Linked DNA regions of Zea mays: region 2 is linked to region 1. Evidence: chromatin contacts called from public Hi-C data. All regions are on one chromosome and are shown on one strand. Each heading gives the region's core, a stretch centred on a gene start, on an enhancer-like site or on the middle of the called end of the contact. The rest is flanking DNA. Distances are from core to core; before and after follow the strand shown. Region 1 holds the start of LOC100283604 (serine/threonine-protein kinase 16). Region 2 holds the start of LOC100502035.

Region 1 (6,607 bases), core at 795-3,294:
TGGGTTTCTCGGTGGGCAGGTTGCTCGGCAACCTTGTCTCGCTGGGTTACTTGGCGGGTATTTGTTCGGTGGGCGGGCTGGTCGGCTTGGCAGGCCGTCCCTGAGAGGACTTTTGGACCTTCACGTCGAGCTGCTTGTTAGGTGGGCCGACCGATTTGTGGGTCGTCTTTTGGAAGCCTTTGAACCTTCTTTGGGTACACTGTTCCACGTACCCGACGATATTGTTGTATATGTGTACACATATGTTTTGTATTTGGTTGTCTTTTTAAATCATGTGTAAGACATTATATTTTTTACAATATCAAAAAATATTTTTTACAAACGTTTGTAGCACTCAACCAAATCAATAGTTTTATAGGATATAGTTTTTTATTTAAAACTATTGACATACTAGACAATATATAAAGTTTCAACATTATATTAGTTGTACAATGTTTTTTAACTTATATCATGTTTGATTATTTACCTTATTTAGTTTTTATGATAATAAATAAATAAATTATAACAAAATAGATAATACTACCTCCATTTTCTAATATTTGGCGTTCGTTACTTTATTTTCTATACTATATTAAAGCATCAGTTTCAACGGCCGTTTCACGTCATCTTTTTATAAAAACTCCTTATATTTCTTTAAAATCAACCCGCGTCTCAGATCATATCTCATCCCTATCCTATTTGTTCGCACAACAACGTTCTCGTAGTTATCGCTCTAGCAACAAACCCCGCCCATTTTGTAATAACCTCCGCTCGCTTCTTCCGCCATTGCACATTAAATTTTAAGTGAAACCAACTATATAATTGGAGATGAGTACAAGGATCTGTAAAAGCGGAAAATATTTTTATTGTTTGTTATGATATTCTAAAGGCAAGAGCAAGTACGTATTTCAATAAGCATGTTAAGCATTAGATGATAAACTTAGGCTCTGTTTCAATCTCACGTGATAAACTTTAGCTTCCTGCTAAACTTTTGTCATATGAATTGAAGTGCTAAAGTTTAGCTCTTTAGGGTGTTTGGACTACTCTAATAAAGTTTAGCATATTGGAATAAAATGACACCCATGCCTCTAATGCGGAGAAAGAGAATGAGGTTAGAGGGTATGGTCGGAAAATGGGGTTCCCTAGCCCACGTTTAGCTACTTTTAGCGCCCTTTAGCAGCTTATGGGATAATAGGTGCTAAATTTTATCCCACTACAATTCGCTCTCATGTTTAGGCCCTGTTTCAATCTCATTGGATAAATTTTAGCTTCCTGCTAAACTTTAGCCATATAAATTGAAGTGCTAAAGTTTAGCTCCTTGGGGTGTTTAGACTACTCTAATAAAGTTTAGCACATTAGAATAAAAAGACACCTATGCCCCTAATGAGGAGAGAGGGAATAAGGTTGGAGGGTATGGGTGGAAAATAGGGTTCACTGGCCCACGTTTAGCTACTTTTAGCACCCCTTGAGCAGCTTATAAGATAATAGGTGCTAAATTTTATCACACACCATTAGCTCTCCTCTTTAGGTCACTAAATGGCTAAAAGTAGATAAAAAAAGCTGCTAAAGTTTATCTAATGGGATTGAAACAGGGCCTTAGATCACCAAATAGCTAAAAGCAGCTAAAGTTTATCTCTTGAGATTGAAACAAAGCCTTATTGTATTTACTATTTCAGGAATGATCTTGTTGACGTACTTGTGCTTTTCTATGTCTTACCAGTTCAATATCTGGTATATGAACAATATGTTTACTTTGACATTGAATTCATTTATTATGGTATTTTTATGTGGAGTGTCCATTAAAACTCTTAAGTGTCGCTTAGTCACCCAATTAATATCATCAACTATGGTTGGGTACCGTCACAATGCACGAGGATTAGACTAGTTTGAACTAAAACGCGACAAATAAAAAAGAACGGAAAGAACGGAGAGAACGTTATATCAATTTTTTACTTGTACTAAATAGTCAAATAAGATGTCTAAAAAATTAAATTGCAGTATATTTTAGGAAAAAAAATAGAGCTCATCGCCTCTTAAAAATCCTTTTAACCATCGAAGGTTAGTGACTTATTTCGAGAGAGGAGTACGTTTTAAGCCGGTGCTCCATGTGTCCCGTCCCGTGTCCCGTCCCGTCTACGTTTTAAGCTGCGAGCGAGATCTGCTTTCACAGCGTGGCTGACCAGCAGATCCGTCGTTGCCGGAACCCACGCTCGCCGGCTGCGAATGCATCTGTAGCCTGCTCTTCGTCCACACGGACAATTGGACGAGCTAGACTCTGCGTCGCCGGCGATGGGGTGCTCCTTCTCAGGGCTGAACGCACTGTACGACACCGTCGGCGGTCGGGGTGGTGACGTCTGGGTTAACGACTACCACTTCCGCGTGCTCCGCAGGCTCGGCGATGCCGGCCCTGCGGGCTCGTCGGTCTTCCTCGTCAAGGAGGTCGTCGCCGCCGCAACCGCCTCCGACGGCACGGCTGGGTCAGAGCCCGGCGCCTCAGGGATCGCCGGGAAGAAAGGCATCGACCCATCACACATCTCAGGTGTCTCTCTCATACATAAATAAAGGTATCGAGATCCGACTGTTGTTCCTTGCGGCGACGTGCGAATGGGTTTGGATCTGGGGTCTATCCGGCCTGCTGGACAGTGGAATGACATTTGTTCACGGTTGGATGGATTATTTCACAATTCATGGTGAAGATCATTTTAGGCCTCCTTGTTCGGTGTGCCGTTCTTGTTCCGTGTGAGAATTAAGATCATGATCCTTTTTTCTCTTCAAATTGCATGCTTCGTTTCCTTAGCTGCTTGATGTAAACAATATTAGTTTCTGTAAATGCACTTTTGAATTTCGTTCTTACCATATTTTAGAGTCACAAATAAATGTCAGACTTGATTCTGAGAGATTTCTGTATCTTTATTCTCTGCAAAATTTGTTTGACATATTTAGTTTTGCATTTTTTGATGAGATAGGTGGTCTTAATAGCACTTCTTCTCGGTTCGACTCATCGTGAGAGCGAATTTCAGGTTGTGGCCCATCCGTCCTACGCCAAAGCACAGGTCTAAGACCTGGCGTCGGTTGCGGTCCTTTCTCACATGGGTTGTCGCTGTCGTTTCTCGCATGGGCTACGGTGACACTGTATGGGTGGGACAGGGTTCGGAGGTTTCTTGACCCACATGAGAAAATCTTCTTAATATAATGCCCGGGGGCTGTCTTACTCTGCAGGATGAGTTTTTTTCGTTAGTCCCTATTGGTCGAATTCTAGTGTCCTATGTTGCAAACTTTATTATATATATACCATAACTACAATATATCAATATTGAGCGGACATCACTCTAAGCCCCACGTTGGTGTCAACACTAAGGGCATGTTTAGTTCGTGGCTAAATGTGCCACACTTTGCTTAAAGTTAGTCGTTCGAATTAAATAACTAACCTTAGATAGAAAAGTTAGGCAAAGTATGACAAGTTAGCCTGTGAACCAAACATGCCCTAAATTCTGCAGTCTCTTAAGGCAATCACCATGTTGCCTACAATATAAGATAAAAAGTAATAGTAACATATAGTTTAGCCTCTTGTATGAAAATTGGACTGTGTGTTGTATTTCATGCCCACAAAAATGCAATTTATGGATGTGGTTGCTAGAGTTTGCGTATTGCTGGATACAAGACAATTTCCACAGAAGTTCCGTTGTGATGCGATTTTATTAATACTAGGACTGGTGCACCGGTGAGAGCTGTCTCACTGAGTCACCAGGTTGTGTTTTCGAAGCAGTCTATCCACATTTATGCAAGAGGAAGGCTCGCCTTGGTTTATTTCTTTCATAGATCCCACTCATGTGAATACATCGGTACTGGTCTGCCCTGTTAATATCAAACTGTGAATAGCCGAATACTAATTTAGTGATGACACAGTTCATATAAGATATTGATTCTTTTGTCATTATGGATCTTATTGTGTTCTTGGTTCTGCTGTGTTTCGAGATCATATTTTAAATCCTACTCTTCTTGTTATTTTGTCATATGACAGCTGACGGGACATATGCTCTCAAGAAAGTTCTTGTTCAGAGTGATCAGCACTTAGAGCTTGTTCAGCAAGAGATCCGAGTGTCCTCTCAATTCAGCCATCCAAATTTACTTCCTCTTCTTGAACATGCCATCGTTGCTGTCAAGGTAGGTTGCATAGTAGGAATCATGTACTTGATTCTTCATAGTACCAGTCTTTAACGAAATGTCCCTTAATAACAGAAGTTCTACATGTTTGTTGTAAAATTAGCTTTGGTCTTTACTCTATACTTAATAGTATGTCAATAGTTCTTGTACATTCTTCATTTGTTGGTTGTTGCAAAAGAAGAACAAAACTAAACAAGTTCTCTTCCAGTTAACAAAACTGTTGTCTCTTTGATACATTTTAGAGAAATTTAATAAGTGCTCCCATAAGTTACTAGAGTTTAGAGTTACCTAATTGGTCCCTGCATTTTTCTGCTATTAGCTGCTGCTTGCAGGAAAATCACTTATTTATGGCCAGCAGTACATGCCACCAAATACCATGTTAAAAGTTTGATTAATTGAGTTGAGCTATCGTGTAGTTGAATTTAGCCTATTTATTTAAGAAAGAAATCTAATCTTTGCCATCCGGCTATTGCCTGAGTTAAATTTTGGCAAACGTCAAATCTGGATATCTTTGGCTATCAAACTATCAAAACCAGACAACTTTGACCCTTGAGGGGCCGTTCGTTTTTTCCGGAATGGAGGCATGGAACAACTCCTAGCCGATTTGCTCTCTAATTTATATAAGTTTTGATCAGCTGGAACGATTTCTGGTCTATTCCTGGACAAACGAACAAGGCCGGACTGGTTTCAAAGCGGTTTTGCCTATATATGTATTTTTTTTCTAAAACTAGTAAAAATATAGTAGGCTAAACACCTTTGAAACTAGTCGAGGGCCAAAGTTGTCCGGTTTTGATAGTTTGATGGCCAAAGATATCCAGTTTTGGACTTTGATGACCAAAATCAGACTTGGATAGTTTGATGGCACGACTTTTTCCTTTATGTGATGTGAAATTGCTGAAGTGGTGTTTGATTTAGCCTCTTTTCCTTGTATAAAAGGCACAACAAATAATAGAGAAGGTTCTATTGGATGACATGGTACCATTGTGCAGTTTTTTTTTGTGGTGATGTGGAATCTAGTTTTGAAGGAAAACCTTTTCGAAACAGTGGTAACATTTTACATTTACCTAAATCACTACATAAAAAACCATTGATGATACCTAAAGATGACTTGTTCTGACAGTAGAAAAGAATATGTGTGGCTGGGTTGGGGGGGGATTCTGTCGTCATTGAATTTACATAATTTTATTTGTAGGTAATTGTTTTAAGTTTGTTATATATATGTGCTGTTATCTGTGTCACATCTATATTACTTGTTACTTATATAGGGTGTTCAGGATGGATCCCAGAACTATGAGGCCTACTTATTATTCCCAGTTCATTTAGAAGGAACATTACATGATATAACTAAAACCATGCTTGAAAAGAAGGAATTCTTCCCAACAATTACTGTTCTCCAGATATTTCGCCAGGTAAGTAATTACATTGTCTTCTGTGTTCTGCTGAATTCTGAAGTTATTTGGCAGATATAATAGATGTGACTTTCCTTCTTAGTAATCCACGTGCTAGAAGCCTAGAGCCGTGAACTTGGTATCAATTATCAAGCTTATTTTACTCATAGTACTGCATAACTATTTTTGTCCACATGCTTGATTCTACTCCAATGCAATTTCACTTGGATACATATAAGTATGCATCAATGACTACTGAACCTTTTCAAGCTTTGGGTGTTGGTTGTGGTCGTTCCATGTGCATGGGACTGGTAGCGGGCATTTTACCTATCTCTACAGTATTGTATTCCTATGACATGCAGTTCTCTTGTGCCGTTCAAGGAAAAAAATTGACTACTGAATTTATGGTTGTTATTTCCATACCAAATTTCTTTTACATGGTCATGTACATGTTGTTTTAGTTGCTCACGCAAGCAGCTTTTTTTTAAAAAAAAACAGCATGGCACATTATGTTGGTTTACTATTCTCTTTTTTTTTTTCAATAAACATTTTAAAAATGTGACTGTCCGGGTGCTGTTGCAGCTTTGTTCTGGATTAAAGCACATGCACAGTTTTGATCCACCATATGCGCACAATGGGGTTAAACCAGATAATGTCCTCATAACACAGAGGAAGCAGTCTCATCTAGCAATTTTGATGGATTTTGAGAGTGCTGGTCCAGCAAGAAAGACTATTAGATCACAAGCTGAAGCTTTGCAGTTACAGGTACCTTTGTATTCAAATATGCAAAGAATATTGTTAGTGCATCTGAACTGATGACTGTTTATTGATTGCTGCCATGGTAATATAGTTGGTGAATTTACCAAACCATAAATGTTATGTTTGAGCACTCATTACTCAACATACCTTTGATATGTTATGGATGCTTGTAGGAATGGGCTTCAGAGCACTGTTCTTCTCATTACCGTGCCCCCGAACTATGGGAGTGTCCAAGTCATGCTGACATTGATGAGAGGACAGATATATGGTCTTTGGGATGCACTTTGTATGCTATGATGTAAGATTTTCATCTGCAG
Region 2 (6,930 bases), core at 2,884-5,383, 380 kb before region 1:
AATAACACAGCTTCAGCTACATTTGGCCAGCGATGGTGCAAGCACACCAGAAAAGGTAGTTTAGCTACAGAAGAACTGCAAGGAGACCAGAAGCACACAAGAGATTATATCGGTATATCATAGTAACAATGCTGTCAAAGAAAAATATACCGCGAGATATATGGCATCCATTCCAAATTGTAAGATGATTTAGCTTTTCTAGGTACATTGCTTTTATTATGTATCTAGACATAATATATTTAAGTGCAAAAATTATGATCTATAAAACCCAAAATGTTGTATAATTTGGAACAGTGGGTGTACATGTACATCATAAAATGAGCATGTACCTGAGGGTTGATGAAGGCTGGTGGTGGCTGACCATAGAACAGCTGCTGACCAACTCCAGGGACACCAGGTGGAAACATGGGCATGCGAGGACCTACTGAAGGCGCCATTGCAACAGGACGCATTTGTGAAAATTGTGCCTGCAAAGCAGCAGTAACATTAGAATAGATTTACACGATTGCAGCAAAATGAATTTTGCAAGGATCATAAGTACATTACATTTTACATTAAATAAATAGCACAAAAGATCATGAGGGTTCCAGCAATTTTGCCAACACTTTAGAAGAGTAAAAAACTGAACCAAGATTACAAGTCATGCCAACACATGCAACAATTACCACAGCTAACGTAAAACTTCATAACTAGGCCCCAGAATATAATTTACAGATCTGAACCATGAACTAGAATGCAAAGCCAAATATTTCTGGCAACAAGAGATCATCCCTGCAGTGGCCATTACACAGGGCAACTATTCTTTCCAAAATTTGTAATCCAAACTAGTGTTCTCCCTTCACCAAGTGAAGATATATTTTATTGCCTTGGTGTAGAAGCTACAATTTGACCAGTGATCTATCGCAAATATATCAATTTAGCCACAATACTAATATAGCATGATAGCAATTTGAAACATGAATATAGCTGTAAAAACTTGTACACTAAACATATTGGTCAAATAGTAGAAAGTTTGACATTTCAAAAGAGTGCATTAGTAATCCTTAACAACCTGTTTGGAATGCGGGGAAATTTTCTGGTCCCTGAGTTTACTGTGAAATTGATGAACGGTTCATGTGAAATTCCTGTGTTCCGATCAGGCCCCAAAACTTTTTGGGGGCTGTCACATGGGTCCCATGAAACAAACCTAGCTAATAGATCAGCTAATTAGCTGGGTGGAGCTACTAGTGTAATTTACTCTTTTCAGAATAAAATACATCATAAATCTTTGAGCCAAGGATCTCATAATAATTAAGCTACAAATGGAAGGCACATTTTAATCACTAGAAATTTATTTGTATACTAACATGTGAAATAGGAGTAAGAGGCAACATATGGAGCTATGTGTACTTTAGTAATAATAGATTCACCAGACATTCTGCATTGTGAAAAAGCATACAAAAGTGCAAGCTGTATAAATCCAAGTACATGCAGGAATATATTTACCTGTAGCTTTGCCTTTCTGTCTTCTTTACGCTGCGCAAGAGCTACATAAAGGGGCTTGCTTCCAACCATTTTGCCATTCATCTCCGTAAGCTACATGGGAGAAATCAAGATAAGAAAGTTATTTTATGTGTTTGCCAAATCAAATCAGTATTACTAAACACATGACAAAACAGCATACAGCTCGGTTAGCATCTTCAGCAGATTTGAAAGCAACAAATCCAGAACCTCTGCTGACACCATTCGAATCCCGCATAACCTACAAAACAATTCCTGTCAGAGACCAATATGAAACATCTTGTGAGTAACTTAACAAAATAAACAGACCTTGCAGGAAGTAATATTGCCATACTCAGCAAAGAGTTCACGCAATTTCTCATCATCAATGTTCTCCTCTAAGTTCTTCAAATACAAGTTTGTGTTTTGGAACTTCTCAGCTACCTCTTGAACATTCTTTTCAAATTTCTCCTTCAACTCCATCTCTCTTTCAGACTTCTTCTGTGCTCTTCCAACATACAGTTCCTTATCATTGAATATCTTGCCATTCAACTCTTGAACAGCCTGAGCAGCAGCATCTGCATTTTCAAAATTGACAAATCCAAAACACCTGGATTTTCCATCGCTATCCCGCATAACAACAGCACTAGTTATGGTTCCATATTTTCCAAACATCTCCTTCAACTCATCATCAGTAACAGTATCTGACAGATTCTTCACATATACATTACTAAATTTGATATTACTCGAGACATTTTCCCTGTCCTGCTTGCGAACAAAAGGTCCAACAAACACTTTCTTGTCATTGATAAGCATCCCATTGAGTTTATCAATAGCAGACTGTGCAGATTCATCCTTCTCAAACTGAACAAAACCATAGCCCCTTGATTCTCCTGAAGGGTCTGTTGCAATTTTACATGAAAGTATATTCCCAAATGCACAGAATGTGTCATATAAAGCTTTGTTGTCTATTGACTTATCAAGATTCTGCAAAATTAGAACAAAGGGGATCAGGTACCATAACTGGAAAGTCAATGTGGCGTATAAAAATTCAGAAGTCAGCTTATGCAACCTTCTAGTCCCAAGGAAGTTGACGCAATCTACAGATGACCTCGCAAGAAGTTAAGCAAAGAGGATGAAATCAAGGAACACACCTTAATAAATATATTTCCTGTGCCGCTTTTGCGCGAGCTAGGGTCACGGTTAGAATACATGATCCTGATAGGCTTTCCATTGATAGGAGTGAAGTTAAGCAGTTCAAGTGCTCGTGCAGCTGCAATAAATCTCAGATCAATATAAGACTATAAAGAATAAAGAGTGTGAGGGGCTCCAAACTGAAATATCATATGCAGAAACACAATTGCGGCCAAAAAGGAAACTATAATCTTTTACCGCATGAATTTTAAAGACCTCTTCGGCATAACAAAATAGCTTGGAACGAGGACAATAATAAAAGTTTAAAAATATATCAGGGGTAATTAAATAGATGTTTTTTGGCATTCATAACATAATCTGAGGTTGCAACAAATCTATGTGTATATATAGAATTATAGGTACATGCATACATATATAATTAATAGATTTATATATTACATATTATCGAATGAAGCAACAACAACAAATATCACGCATAAACAATTGGAAAAAATTGTTTCTTATAGATTAATATATGATTTTTTTCTGAAGTCACCAATATCCATCAACCAGCACAACCCAACTTAACCAATGAGAAAATTTAGCTAACAATCACTTCCAACATCTCCACTGATCAAACAGCACATTAAACCACATGAATTCAACAGAATGAAACGAATCCCAATAACTTCACATGTACAGCACAGGAAACAATTGCACATGACAAAACTCAGCTACTCTGAAGAATAGGCACCTATTCAAGTTATTCCACAGGGCACAGGATCTATCCAGCAAGGTAATTTTCGGTTGTGTGGCACTCAAGCTAATTATTTTAATATAAGTTTAAAGCTAACCGTATGAAGCCACTAAAATTCACGAGACAACTTTTAGCAATCGCAACCAACACATCAAACGAAGCTACAATCCTAATCGCATCAAAACGCCATCGAACCCTTGTTGTGTGACAACATCACCGAGACAGCCGATCGATGAACCGGCATTTAAACACTAACAACCGCCAAATCCGACGGCTTCTCGCAAGGGGTCGACAGCGTCCGCAGCACCGAAACCCTAACCGACAGATCGAGAATACTGCAGAGTTCTCACCGTCGCCCTGGTTGTTGTAGTTGACGTAGGCGTACCCGAGCGACTTGCGGGAGTTGATGTCCCTGCAGACGCGCACGGAGACGACGCCGCCGACTTGGCTGAAAACGTCGAAGAGCTGCGCGTCCTGCACGCTCTCGTGCAGATCACCCACGTAGAGCGAAGTCGCCGGGAACGCGGCCGCCGCCGCGGCTGCTGCAGCTAAGGCAGCCGGAGAGCCGCCGGACTCGGACGCGGATCCAGCCGCCGCTTGCCCTTGCGTCGCCATCTCCAATCAAGTGGTGATTTTTGGGATTTTTTTCTGGATTTTGCGGATTTTTTTGGGTAGTTTTTGATTTAGGGTTTGATAAGGGTTGGGGCTCTCCCGAAGCAGGGCTCCCAACGGCGGCGTCGTGAGGAAAGAGAAAGAGCGCGGTGGCGGCGCGGGGTGGGAGGCTCCGTATTTGTACCGTCTGGGGCAAAACCCTCGTCATCGAAAGCCATCCGATCGAACACGGACCTTAATGGACGGAGGCGATCGGGACGCGTGAGAAAGCCTCCGGTGTCCGAGCCGGACGTTGCGCGGCACGGGCTAGGAGGCCTAGGGACGCCTTTGTAGGCGCTTTCAACCGAACCATGCAGAAGTTTAGCCTTGCGGTCCGTGTAAAAGGTCAATTTCCTGCATCAATCTCCTCGACTTCAATTAAAAAAATACACCGGTAATTTTTAATTTTTTATCCCTAAAATATATACTCTTTTAATATTGGTTGTAAATCTCTATATCTGTCTATATCTTTATAAAACATCAGTTATCACAGTTTTTCAATAATTATACATAAAAATCCTTCTACTTCTATCGTCCAAATCTCTTCTCTACTATATTAATAGTCGTGCTCATCCGCCACCGCCTACAAGACTCCGCGTCACCCGCTAGCCGTTGGCCAGTACCCACCCCTCTCCCTACTATTATAAAGTACAAGTTGTCATGGTTTTCACTCACGTCACTTTTATATAAAGTTCTTCTGCTTCTATCTAACCAACATGTCGTCCAAATCTCTTCTCTACTAAATTAATGGACACCCTCACCCCCCACTGCTCCAAGAGAAAAAAAACTACTGAGCTCCAAGGACTATGGCACTTGCCGAAACAAAACATCAAGGGTTCCAAATTGAAACTGCTCTTTGGTCTATGATCACTCTTTAAAAAATCTTTGAAAGGTGGATCAGTTTGAGCGTCTACTAGCACGTGCATTTATTGTTGCACACATAGCACAACATCACTTAGAGCATCTTTACACTCTGACTGGTATAATTCTAAAGCTCCTACATTTTCTACTCTCTCTTTTGCATCTCTGCATTTTCTCAGGGGATCTCTTGTCGAGGGGGAATTTTTGTTTCTACCCTTGGATGTGTTTGATGAGTTCATTTGTCAATAAAGGGGAGAGCCTTTGACTTTCTTGGGCTCCTAACAAGGGGGAGAAATTTCTGGATTTTTGGGGATTCTGAATTTTTGGAACTCCTTTCTTGGGGAATAGACTTTGAGATTCTTGTGCTCTTTTCAAGGGAAATCAGCTAGGGGGAGAAATTTGAGCCTTTTGGAGCTTTCGCTAGCTGTGTTAAGTCGTTTGCCTCTTTCTGGATAAACTAGCTTTGATTTCAGCACTCGTGCTGATTTAGTGATCTGATTTGGTTTTGACGTCTGGCTAGTGGTGTTGAGCCCTTCTTTTGCCTCTTTGACTAACCAGAGTACGAGCTATGTGTTGTACAACCATGTCTGTCGGCTTATGGTGTGTAGGTGCGGAGCACAGGGACGGTGGTCGGCGACAAAGGTGAAGGTCATGCGGGTTTGTGCCGATGGACCAGGTGCGACGAAGAATGAGCGTTGGGACTTGACCAAGGGACTGGGGTGACTAGTCGTGGTGGCTGACACCTGAGACACGCAGTGTCGTGAGGACATTAGGGTGGATCGTGTCGCCGGCATGGTCATGGACTGGCAGGACACGTGTATAGGACGTGGCGGACGCGCATGCGGTGCGGTACTCAAGGCGGTTTGGTGGTTGAGCCTCAAAACCACCCAACGTTGCGGATGGCGGGTTCTGACCGATATGGGCCTCAAAACTCGACGGTGCGGTTCGAGCAGGAATCGAAGGCGGCATGTGTCATCATCGTGTAGAGTGCGTCGAGGCGAAGCAACTTCTTTTGGAGCGTATGACCGTCAGATCAATATCTCGGGAGTTGGTCCATTTTGCCTCCAGAAGAGTGGATAGGCTCTATGTACCTCGTGGTAGTTTAGTCAATGTAAATAACCCTCTATAAATAGAAGGGTGGGCCATAGTAGACAATCATCTCTTTGGTTATTTTGATTTGGCACTTGTTTAGAAACTCTAGTTTCCATTCTCTAGTTTAGCTGAGATCCACAGGTGTTTTGTTCACATCTATGTCTTGTGATCTTCAACTCTATATCCAAAAGAAGGGTGGACAAATCCATCCATGGAGTAGTTCGAATCATGTGCTCAATTTTGTCTGTTGCATTTTTTATTCGAGTTTGTCTTCATTCTCGTTCCCTCCCTTCTCTTTTTGATTTGTGGAATAACCATCGAGTTCTTGAATTGTGAGTACAGTTAGCGATTGTTGGGTGATGAGATACGCTCTTTGGATCACTACATACACCCTGTTGGTGCAGTTTTTGGTCGTGATCCGAGTTGAACTCATTTTGAGTTCGTTCTAGAAACCCCAAATCTTTCGGGTAATCTGATCTACACTCGGGGTTTTGTGTTGTTCTGGTTGATACTTGAGGAATCATCTTATTTCCCTCTATGCAAACTTCTTGTGAAGTTTGTGAGATTCTGCATAGTTTTGCTTGAGCGGCACTGTCGCCCCTATGAGCGGCACTGACAGCCCTCTGTGCGGCACTAGCACTTGGCTTTGCACTTTTTCCTCTAAATTTGTGCAGACACTTGTGCAGGTTCCTGAGTATTGGTTTGGTATATTCAATCGACCTTTTCTTCTCTACCTTCTTTCCCTTGGTGTTCTTCTCCTTGTCCTGGTCATTCTCATTATCGGGCAGTTAGCAATGAAATGATCGGAATAACCACACTTGAAGCAGGCACACTTCCCTTTGATTTTCCCTTGTTTGAGTAGTCCTTGAGCCCCTGTAGTGTGTTCTTGAAGCGCTTGATAACAAGCACCATCTCCTAGTCGTTGAGGCCAACCGCCTCAACTTGCGCCACCTTGC

Evidence for each region. Hi-C and Micro-C count contacts between places; a contact is called where the count stands out from the background.
Region 2: a Hi-C map of tassel shows a contact between it and region 1, with 2.1 times the contacts expected there. The contact joins the promoter of LOC100502035 here to the promoter of LOC100283604 in region 1. A contact is called at or near these places in 3 of 25 Hi-C or Micro-C datasets (ear, endosperm and tassel).

What each region holds. Positions count from the first base shown.
Region 1 is chr2:166,518,133-166,524,739 of Zm-B73-REFERENCE-NAM-5.0, reverse strand. It overlaps LOC100283604 (serine/threonine-protein kinase 16), which reads left to right and starts at 2,044. Exons shown (of 6, transcript NM_001156505.3): 1 at 2,044-2,518; 2 at 4,001-4,143; 3 at 5,409-5,552; 4 at 6,114-6,296; 5 at 6,464-6,588. The coding sequence starts at 2,269.
Region 2 is chr2:166,897,880-166,904,809 of Zm-B73-REFERENCE-NAM-5.0, reverse strand. It overlaps LOC100502035, which reads right to left and starts at 4,133. Exons shown (of 9, transcript NM_001350118.1): 1 at 3,721-4,133; 2 at 2,634-2,752; 3 at 1,810-2,466; 4 at 1,664-1,741; 5 at 1,486-1,575; 6 at 330-467. The coding sequence starts at 3,985.